Linked DNA regions of Mus musculus: region 2 is linked to region 1. Evidence: chromatin contacts called from public HiChIP or PLAC-seq data. All regions are on one chromosome and are shown on one strand. The core of a region is the stretch at or near the end of the contact, and the rest is flanking DNA. Distances in the headings are between cores, read along the strand shown. Region 1 holds the start of Galnt12 (polypeptide N-acetylgalactosaminyltransferase 12). Region 2 overlaps Col15a1 (collagen, type XV, alpha 1).

Region 1 (5,283 bases), core at 1,871-4,370:
TCTCTGGGTTGTGCTGTGTCTCCTCAGGCATGTATGCAAAAGGCAATGTGAAGACAGCAAAAACTTTCGAGTTTGCATGTACGCTCATGTTCTCTCTCATCTACACATCTTATGTGTATATTTTCCAAAGTCTGTTTCTATACTTGGAAAAAGTCTAGACAGATACACAGCAAAATGTTAATAACAGTTTTGCCAGGGTTGTAAGCTGATTTTTTTTTCCTTTTACTTTTTGAGTCTTGCTATGTGGCTCTGCTTGATCTGGTCCCAGACGTGCATCACCATGCCTGCCTTAATGCTCTCTTGTTGGCATTTTTTAGCTGTTTGGGGTTTTTGCTTTTCTTATGGTAAAATTTCTGAAGCCCACATATCTTGCTTTTATAATAAAAACAAACAGATAAATAACTGTTCCCACCTAAAAAGGAAAACAGAACATCTCTACCCAGACCTTCTGGGTGACCTGCTGCATGGCTTTTCTTTGGTTTGTCTGGAAGTTACCTTACAGGCTCGCCCTCCTTGACAGTTAAGGACCCTGATTACCTCTCTGCTGATTAACCGGACTCCTGAGGGACCCTATGCCGTGAGCACAGGATACCATCTGAATTCTCAACCCAAATCTCAAGATTGACTCATAACTACTACAGAGACCCCATCCTGTGTGGGGGTTCCCATTCTGTAGCTTTGGTTATTCAATCAATCTTATTCCCAAAGTATCAAATGGAAAATTCCAGAAACAAATCAGTTACAAAAGGAAGATTGTAAACCTCCTCAAATACTGTAATAAAAGCTTGCCCTTTCTATGAGGTGAGTCATTCATCCCCTTCCTTGTCCAGTGTATTCACACTGATCACCAACACGCCATCGTCACTGACCACCAACACACCGTCGTCACTTAGCAGCCATCTTGTTGCAGGACTTGGTGCTACATCACAGTGCGGTATCACAGTGCTTAGTATACATAAGGTTTGGTACCACGTGAGAAGTCAGACATCTACTAGGATCTGGAAGCTGCTCCCTGAGAATAAGGGGGCGGAGGGTAGGACTATTATGCGGTATTAGTGAGACTCCCTTGCAAGGCCCCGGCACTGCTAACCATATGGAGGCTGTGCCTCAAAGACTGTCCTGATCCAGACATACACAGCTCCAGTTTACCTTTTTCTCAGGCTAGCCGAAACTAATGGGGCAGGCCTGAGTCAGAGGCAAGGCCCATCCTGCTGGGTTGGATTAATTTCCAGGGTCAATGGCACAGCAGGATCTAGTCTCAAATCCCGGCAGGACACAAGGCAGCTGCATCACCATGGAGACAGGAAACCATAAGCCCCACAGGTCATCTAAAGTGTTTCAAAGAGATATTCACAACTCCTAACCATAAAGGAAATTGGATCCGGAGAAGAATAACTTTCCAGCCAAATGCAGATGACACGAAGGGGCAGTCGAGGAAAGAGGAAGTAAGCAGGACAGGGTGCTCCCAGGTACATGCTGACTATTAAGTCTGAGGCGGCATTCCTTCAGCCCACTTACACAGAGTGTACAGACTAACCCTCATCGGTTCCCTAGTTGGCAAACAAGGAAACTGAGGCCAAATCAACTAAAGACTGAACCCCACTGTCGGAGACCGCAGAACTAGTGAGCAAAAGACCTGACCTTTCAAAGAGCTGAAGCTGCCTGAGGCACTGGGTAGGAGTGGAGAATCCCTGCCAATCCCAGCAATTTTGACTCGGAAAGAGAGTGAAAAGGGCTTCGGGCAAAGCCATTGCGGTAGGTGAGAGAAATTCAGTTAAATCTGTTAAACTCTCCCTGATGGAGGAAGGGGCACAGCAGACCGCATCTCATCCTCTCGCAGGTCAGTGTTGCCTATGCCCTCTGAGTCCATTTCCAAACTGGAAAAAAAAAGAACTGTCAAGGCCTGGAGAGTAGAATGTGGCAAGCGCCTGATAATCACACCAGGCTGGCCCTGTGGCTCTAACCAGGACCCCTTTCTGAGTTCTGTTTTCCAGGCAATCTACCGAGCTCAAGTGGGAACTAAAAGTTCTGTAACAAATTTAAAGGGTGGAGGCGTCTGGGAGACTGAGGGTAAAGGTGGCAGCAGCAGCTGCTGCGGGTGTTTGCTTCCTTGTCTCTCACCTGTTGAAAAGCCAGCAGCTTCAACAGGAACTAGGCTCTGACTACACAGGATCTGCCCTGCACCACCTACAAGAGTGTGCTCGGCTGGACTCAAGAGTCACAGGCGCCCTTCCCACAAACCTCTTCTTCCCACCGCCCTCCACCCAAAGCTAGGACTTCAACAGCCAGAGAGAAAGGGAGGCGGCTCCGGGCCTCGGGCACGGCCATTGGGCATCTCGATGGCTCTGCTCTATCCCTGGGCAACAGCACACCCACACCAATGAATGGGGTCAGCCCTGTGCTAGTCGCCGTCAGCTCTCCGGAGTCACAGCCACACCCACAGTCCTAACTGCCCCCACAGGCACGAAGTAGGGGTCTCTTCAGTGTGTTTAACTCGAATCTCACCCTGTCCCGACAGAATGACAACTTTGAGGTGTCTGATTCAAGGGACCACTCAGTTACCAGTTTGACTTTCTTAGGTTCGTTCTGATTTTTTTTTTTAACTTTCCCGCCTCTTCGCCCTCTAGATACGCCCCACCACCACCCCCGCTCTGCACCACCTCCTCCCGAGAAGGATGCTGCGTCCCACGCGCCAGTGCTCCGCGACTACTCACAGAGGGTTCCAGCGCTCGGGCAGTCGGCGGTGCAGCGAGATACGGTCGCTCAGATAGATGTTGATCTGGTGCTGCTTCACGCTCTCCTCCTGCAGCCGCAGCTCCTCGCCCTGCAGCTGCAGCCGCACCGCCTCCCCATGCGCTCCCAGAGCATCGGCGGGCAGCGGCGGCCTGGGCAGCACTGGCTCGTGACGCCCGGGGAGAGGAGTCCGCGGGGGTCCCGGGTCCACCGTCCCCGACCTGCTTCGAGCCCGCAGCAGCGCGCCCAGCCCTGCCAGGGCCAGCAGTGCCAGCAACGCCTCCCGGCCGCGCCGCAGCCCCCGCGGGCAGCGCCTCCTCACCGCACGCCCCCACATGCACCCGCTAGCTGCACCCCGCGGCCTCGGGCCGAGGCTGGACCCGGATCCCGGAACCGCGGTCGCCCCGCCCCCGGCCCGCCCCACCTGCGCCCCGCCCTCTTCCTGGCTGCTGCCTCCCGCGCCCACCTGCCTGTGCCCACATGAGAGAGCAGAGAGCTTGGCGACCCTTGCGGCGTGAGTGTGGGCTGAGCACAGCGCTCTGGGCGCTATGGGGACCCTTCCTTGAACTTACGTGACACTAGCACTATCCCGGATGGAAGGTCCTTAACCTTAGCCACTACGTGTTCAGGATGTGCTGGCCAAGACTCATGAAAGCTGCAGGCGGCTCTGTGCGGTACTCAGTGGCGCCTAGAATAACTAACTGGAGCCCATGGTTTTCCAAGCTATGTTTTTCAGTCTTTGCTTTAGGGACACCTACACTCCGCAGGCCCATCACACACACACACACACACACACACACACACACACACACACACACCATCCTTTCCTGTAATGTATCAGGTTTGGCTCAGGGCTTATAGGAGAAAAGGGGAGCCACGGGGCCCTTGCTTCGAAGCTTGAAGGACAGAGTTCCATCCATCCCCACATGGTGAAAGGAGGACTCCCTCAAGTTGTCCTCCAACCCCCACGTGTGATATAGACACTTGTGTATACATACATGCATACAGATAAAAGTTTTAAATTTAAAGTTTAAATCAAAAATGTGTTGCTGTATCATAGTCGGAATCTCAAGTAACCCAGGCTGGCCTCCTTTCCTGAGTCCTAGAATTACAGGTCAGTGGTACCAAGCCTAGCTAAATAGTGTCTCCAGCCCCAGCCCCTGATGTTGACTGAAATATGGTCTCACTCTGTAGTCCTGGTTGACTCTAAACTTTCTACATAGCCCAGGCTGGCCTCTAACTTTTAGGAATAAAATGTCTTCAGTAATTTACACAAACTGCCACTTTTACCTTTAGTTGTGGGGGGAGGAAGGAGCCAAGCTAGGCTGGTGCCTTTGCAAATTCTGTTCCTGCACCCACTTGCCTTGCCCCACCTTACCAACTCTTCCTGAAGCCTTCAGCCACTGCAGCGTTTTCAGGATGGCTTATTATTATTATTAATTTTGCCACTAATAGCACATTTTCACGGCAGAAGTTTTTGTGTAATTCTGGGTGTATATGTATATAAAACCAGTATATAAATCAACCACTTACTTATAGTAAGTCATAAAGAAACTCATTTTAAAACAATCTTTAAAATACATATAATTTTACTATTAATAAAAGAAAGCCGTTTACATGTTAAGATGGATGGACTTGCTTATTTTTATATAAAGACTTAAATTAAGGCTAAGCATTTGATACTACAGGACACAAACCATCGTCATAATTTTCAGAGTTGATTGATAATTTCATTTTAAAAATCCCAATGCTGGGAGTGCCATTTCACATAAATGTGTGGTGCCAGGTAGCAGAACTATATTTTGGAGTGTTGTTTTGAAATTCTGCCCCAGTCCCAAGAAAATTTGTTTTTAAAGATTTATGTTGGTGCTGTAGAGATAGCTCAGCCATTAAGAGCACTGGCTGCTCTTCCAGAGGACCCAACATCTACTTGGCAGCTCACAACTGTCTGTAATTCCAGTCCCTGGGGATCTGACACCATCTTCTGGGTGCCCTGGGCACTGTATACACATGGTGCATTTATATACAAATATGTATGCATATGTATTCATATGACATATAATATCTTATATATGTGTGTGCCTTATATATGACAGACACTCATACATATAAGATAGAAAAATAAAATCTCCAGTTTTTAAAAAATTTATGTGTATGTGTGTGTGTGTGGGTGTGTGTGAATGTGTACCTCATATGTGGGAGTGTCAGTGGAGGCCAGGAAAGAGCATTGGGTCCCCTGAAGCTAGAGTTGCTGGTAGCTGTGAACTGCCCCACGCAGGTGCTGGGAACCCCAACTCTAGTCCTCCGCAAAATCAGCAACCACTGTGGACCACTGAGTCATCTCTCCAGTCTCTGGAGCCAAAATCGACTTAATGATCTTTTTTCTATGAATCAAAACTCAAACAGCTATTTTAAAAATCAAACACCTTTACACAATGCAATCCACTTAATACTTCCATACTGACGAATGGGCAGTAAGGGACTTGGTTTCCCATAAGAAACTTTTGTTTCTGTAAAAGTGAAAACTGTATGTTCAGTAAAACAAAAAAC
Region 2 (5,283 bases), core at 1,156-3,655, 160 kb before region 1:
CTTCACCAGCTAGTTTGCAGTGACCACCACAAGCCTTTACCCACCACTGCTGTGTATCGAGGTCTACTTGAGTGTTTGGACCATGTGGTTTGTCCACCTCTCAGACCAATCCACGGAGCAGGCATGCTCTGGACTAATGGGGGAAGCTATCTTAGAGACATTAGGTCTCCTGCTGAAGGCCAGTAGCCAGGAACAACAGGGCTAGGACCTACTGTGGGTAGGTCTCTGAGTACAGCCCTTCTCCCAAGTTTCTAAGAACTGGAGAAAGAAAAGAACGGGCTGCCTCAGAGACCCAAGTGCACCACGCCACTAGCCATTTCTCTTTCCATCACTTCTCCAGGTCTTCAGAGATCAATGTCACACCCTTTCCAGGTTGCTGCTGTCCCCTGCTCCCCACATCAGTCCCTATATCTGAAGCACTGGTGTCATGGTGGATCACCTTCCATGCAGGGTGCAAGGAAGACATCGTATCCACAGAACCGTGAGCTCTCTTCCTCTCCTGGTCGCCCTCTATGCTTGTCCTAAGATGGCTGTCTCCACGTTCCCCTCCCAAATCCGTGCCCCATTCTCACCCCTGTGACCCTCTCACCTCTCAGACCCTACTGCACTTTCTGGTCACTCTAGGAACCGCCAGGTTGTTAGTATTCTGAGTTAGCCTCTCTCTAGGTTATGAACTTGTCTATACAAAGCAACGTCATGCTTTGAGCCCTGAGCATGTGGCCCACTGACCTGTGCCAGGATGTGCCCATGGGTGGCTAAGCCTAATGGACACACAGGACTCCAATACTGCCCCCAAGCAGTGCACAGACTCCTGGATCCTCAGCTTCCCCATCTCAGCCAAGATTGGCCAAGGTCTTGGGGGTGCAGTGCCACAATCCCACCCAGACCACCCTTGGTTGGGTAGATATCAGGAGACCTGTGCTCTCAGTTTGCCCAGGTTCCCTTTCTGGTATAGACATCTGTCTAAGTCTTTCTAGCGTTAGCAGACTATGGTTCTTACCTGCCACACCCACATCCCTGCTGCCTGAGGTCTATACTGTACAGTCCCTGCCTTACTTCTGTTTCCCTGCTCTCTATCAGAAGCTTTCACTGAGTGCTGCGCCCAGCCTGGGAGCTGTCTTTGCTTGCAGCTCAGACGCTCCTTGCTATTATCAAAAGATGGGAGATCCTTGCAACTCCATGGTCTGACTCAAGGCTTTGGAAACCCCTTTCTCTTCTCTGCAGAACTCAGTCCCAGGAGGGAGAAATGTGGATGCTGGGATGAGGTGGGGGCTGCTTTGCCATGGGTTCAACACAACACTCAGTATCATTCAGGGTTATTTCCCTCATGCCGGGGACTTTCTGAGGCTCTCTCCTGACTGCCTTGTCTACCTCTCCAATGACCCTATACGCTATCATCACTCGGTAGAAGAGAATTGAAGTTCAGTGGGTTTGAGTCAATTCTCCAAGGCCACAAAGCTCATTTGCCTTGGCATGTCTTTCATAGTCATGCATGCAGGTGACCCTGGGACATTGGCAGCTTGCTTGGGTGTGGGTGTGAGGTAGCAAAGGGCCCTCCTGACTCCCCCAGAGGTACTTAACCTCACCGATCTGACAACAGCCTGAGACACACAACTCACTCATGGGGGCAGCATGCATGCTCACCGGGGCTTGTGTGTAGGTGACAGCTTCCATGATTTCAGCGACTTCATCCATCTCCTGAAACCCACTGGCTTCTCCAGACGCCTGTGAGGAGATAAGTCACAACACACATGAGGCATGAGAGCAGGTTACACTGGATTATGGTACTTGAGAAGGTCAGAGACTGACAAGCAGACTCCTGCAGAGGAGCTGTATGTGCATGTGTGTACATTTGCATGTATGTGTATATGTGCACTTACATGCATATATGTGCATCTGTTTGACTGCATCTGTGGAGGTGCATCTGTGTGTGGTATGCATGCATGTGTGTGTGCACATATACATCCACATACATATATGTGTATGAAGACATGTGTACACATATATACATGTTTGTGTGGTATGCATGCATACACGAATGTACATGTGAATACATGTATGTGTGGTGTTTGTGCCTTTCTGTGTGTATACATGTATGCAAACATGAGATCAGAGACACGGTGGGAAAGGCAGAGTGCGTTGTTGGTTTTTCTATTTCCATCCACACTGCTATTGCTACAATTCGTTACTTCACCTTCTGACCATGTGCAGGCTCCCTTTGCTCCTGGTTTGTGCAAGATGCTCCCTGGAACCCATTCAGGGAGCACTCATCCAAGGTGTCTTCCTGCTGTCACCTAACCTTCACAGCCAGCCCCTGTGTCTGCCCAGGAGCCAGTGCTTTGTCTGCAGAGGTTCCTCTGTTCTGGGACCTCTGGGTTATTTATACTTCAACTTGAATGCAGAGCAGAGACAAATATTTGACAACTTCCTCATCCTATCTCCCAGCTCTCTTGAATGGCACTGGCTCAGGAGTCTAGAAATTCAAACAGGCATAAATGCTACCTCTGGTGTGCAGAATTTTTTTTTAAACACTAAATTAGTGAAACCAACTTCTAATGTGTTCAGAAGCTGACATCACTTAAAGAGCAACAGTCACAGGATTCGCCACCCGGCCTGCATCTGGCTTTGGCATGATGCTCCTGTCTGCCTGGAAGAACCCTCAGACAGGGCCTCTCCCTCCCTGGCTTCCAGCTCCTCCTCCTGCCCCTCTGTTCCCTGACCTGCTGAGCTAGGTCTAAGACTCTCTCCACTGAGTTGTGTCTCTAAGTCATAGGTTGGAGGAGGGGACGGCCCCTGAAGTATAGCCCTTTATCCCCAGCCTACAAGGGGCTGTCACTACCAGTAAATCCTGGAGGGAAGGAAGGAAGGAAGGAGACATCTTTCCTCCCTGGCCCCCACCCCACCCCCAGCTTAGGAATCGATTCACTTGCCAAGCATAAAATGAACCTAAATTTAGGTTCATTTTTATAGGACTTTACACCCAGAATATCTTAGCATTTTAGCTCTGATTTTAGAATCCTGACACCCTTCTTGGCAGGAAGGCTGGAAACCAGGCCATTGACTGCCACAGCCCGAGGAACACCTTATAAGACACACAGCCCCCACTCCAAGGAGATGGCTGAAGAGCTTTAAAAAGTGAAAGAAAGCCAAAAGCCCAAAATAGGACTTGGGGCAGTGCTGGCCATGATGAGAGGCTTTAGACGGCGGCGGCATGACGCTGAGGGAGAAGAATTGCATGGGCATCCAGCCTTCCCCTGGCTGACTGGGGGATGGAGGCACAGAGCCCTGGGTGAGATGGGGGTGGGGCGGGGGGAGAACGCAGAGACTCACCGAGGACTCTTGTGCTTCACACAGCTCCTCAGGGGTCCTGGGGTCTGAATAGATGGTAAGCTGTTGTATGGAACCCTGAGGAAGAGAGAAACCAGAGTCATGGGTTACAGGTGTACATGGTAATGCCCACGGAGGACAGGAGTGTCCCGGCGAGCGAGGACATTGCAAAGAACCAGCCTGGGACTGTGCTGTCTACGGAGGTGCCAGGACTGCTGCAACCCTCCCCTCCAGCTCTCCAGGCAAGGGACTCTCCTTGTTTGCTCTCAAAGAATATGGACCCCCTTAGCATATGCTCAGAATATGGACAGCCACAACAGCTTCCTAGCATCTCCAGGGCCTCTGAGGGTCAGCAGCAGGCCCTGAAACATGTCTCCCTCTGCCCCCAAAGATCAAAACTTCCTTGCTAGACTTTGTTGTGATGTGGTGAGCGGCCAGTGGCCTCCCAACCCCACTCCCCAGATCTGGAGCTCACTCTTCAAAAGACACCGACGGCAGCATGCGCACATGTGTAGCGCACACACGTGTAGCATGTACACACAGCCTCAGCGTCCCCACTGAGCTACAAATAGATTCAATTTCTGCCCTCTAGTGGTGACTTCTTCATTTCCTTTTGGTTGGTTGGTTGTCGGGGTTGAGTTTCTTTTTCTTCCTTCCTTCCTTTCTTCCTTTCTTTCTTTCTTTCTTTCTTTCTTTCTTTCTTTCTTTCTTTTCCTTTCTTTCTTTCTTTCTTTCTTTCTTTCTTTAATTCTATTTTTTAATTTTTAAAAAATTTTATTTTTGGAGACATGTTCTCATTTTGTAGCTCTGGCTGTCCTGAAACTCACTAAGTGGACCACATTGGCCTTGAACTCACGGAGATCTGCCTGATTCTGGATTGCTAAGATTTTGAGGTGGGATCTCTCAGTCTGTAGGCTAACCTGGCACTCACCCTGTAGCTCAGGCTGGCTTAGAACTCATGACTCTCAGAAACGTGAGTGCTGAAATTGCAGGTCTGAGCCAGGCCTCTTGCCTTCCCTAGTATATCTGAGTCACCCGAGGGCCTCTGATAATGGATATTTTCTCCAGAATGCACCTTGGTAAGTCAAGTCAGTCTTCGGTTTGTTAGTTTTAGGACATACTGTTTAAAAGAGGACAGAGAAGTGATTCCTCAATGCGATTGTTCAGATTTGTCCAGCATTACAGAAACAAACACAACTACCATCCACATGTGGAAATTAAGTCACTTGAGACTAGCAGGCTTGACTCTTTCAGTCATGGCTTTCAGTGAATAAAGCAGTTCGGACTATTTTCCCAGACAGGCCTATAATTTACTAGGTAGCCCAGGCCAGCCTCGAATTTGTGATCCTCCTGCTTCACTCTCCTGAGTGCTGAGATTACAGGATGGGCCAAAAAGCGCAGCCTCCGGATAGGGGCTTTTGTGTCCACATTCAGCCAGCACAACAGACCCGGGCATACACTACTGCCTAACACTGCAGCCCTAGTTTATTGCAGAGTACTGGGATCACTGGCTTCCAGGCCTAGAGTCCTTCCCACATGGTGTGCGTGCCTTTTGAGAGCATGAGAGTAAAATAATAATGATCATTGCTCCTCCTTAGTGTGTGGGAGTTCGTGTCCAAACTTCCCTGGTCTGTGGGGAGTGGACTGAAACTCACCGTAAATCTCTCCAGCCCCATAGCTCCAGCATTGCCCACAAAGATCCCGGCACTGGGCTCAAAGGTCAAAGGCCAGGACGATCGCTGGAAACGGACTTGGCTCTGTTCCTCACAGTCCATGAAAAGAGCAACTTCTTCGCCCTGGACGGTCACAGCAAAACGATTCCACCTGTTGGTCATCACGGGCACGGAGAAAACCGCAGCTTCACGGGACACGTGGGAGCCTGGTTCCGTGTAGTAGAGGATAACCCGCTGGCGCCCATCCTCCACACTTGAAAGCCGCAGGCCCAGGTAGATGACT

The links. HiChIP or PLAC-seq counts read pairs in DNA pulled down with a chosen protein or histone mark.
Region 2: a contact with region 1 is called in an H3K27ac HiChIP or PLAC-seq map of microglia, with 4 times the contacts expected there. The contact joins the enhancer-like site here to the promoter of Galnt12 in region 1. A contact is called at or near these places in 4 of 39 promoter capture datasets (embryonic stem cells, hippocampal neurons and stem cell-derived epiblast-like cells), 9 of 115 datasets of contacts at active chromatin or transcription factors (the SCID.adh cell line, embryonic forebrain, embryonic stem cells and 3 more) and 4 of 9 other capture datasets (adipose tissue, embryonic stem cells, liver and 1 more).

Annotation. Positions count from the first base shown.
Region 1 is chr4:47,089,760-47,095,042 of GRCm38.p6, reverse strand. Galnt12 (polypeptide N-acetylgalactosaminyltransferase 12) reads right to left here and starts at 3,120. Exons shown (of 10, transcript NM_172693.4): 1 at 2,715-3,120. The coding sequence starts at 3,070.
Region 2 is chr4:47,245,598-47,250,880 of GRCm38.p6, reverse strand. It overlaps Col15a1 (collagen, type XV, alpha 1), which reads right to left. Exons shown (of 40, transcript NM_009928.3): 3 at 4,983-5,283; 4 at 3,331-3,405; 5 at 1,645-1,725. Gm52733 (a long non-coding RNA gene) reads left to right here. Exons shown (of 3, transcript XR_003955398.1): 3 at 341-1,651. Among named protein-coding and RNA genes, the nearest start is that of Gm32317, 2.9 kb to the right of the region's middle. Within about 2 kb of position 2,405, at least 9 of the 459 cell types and tissues checked have an H3K27ac peak or open chromatin away from gene starts, as enhancers often do. A contact at or near this core is called in the SCID.adh cell line and microglia, where this site is marked.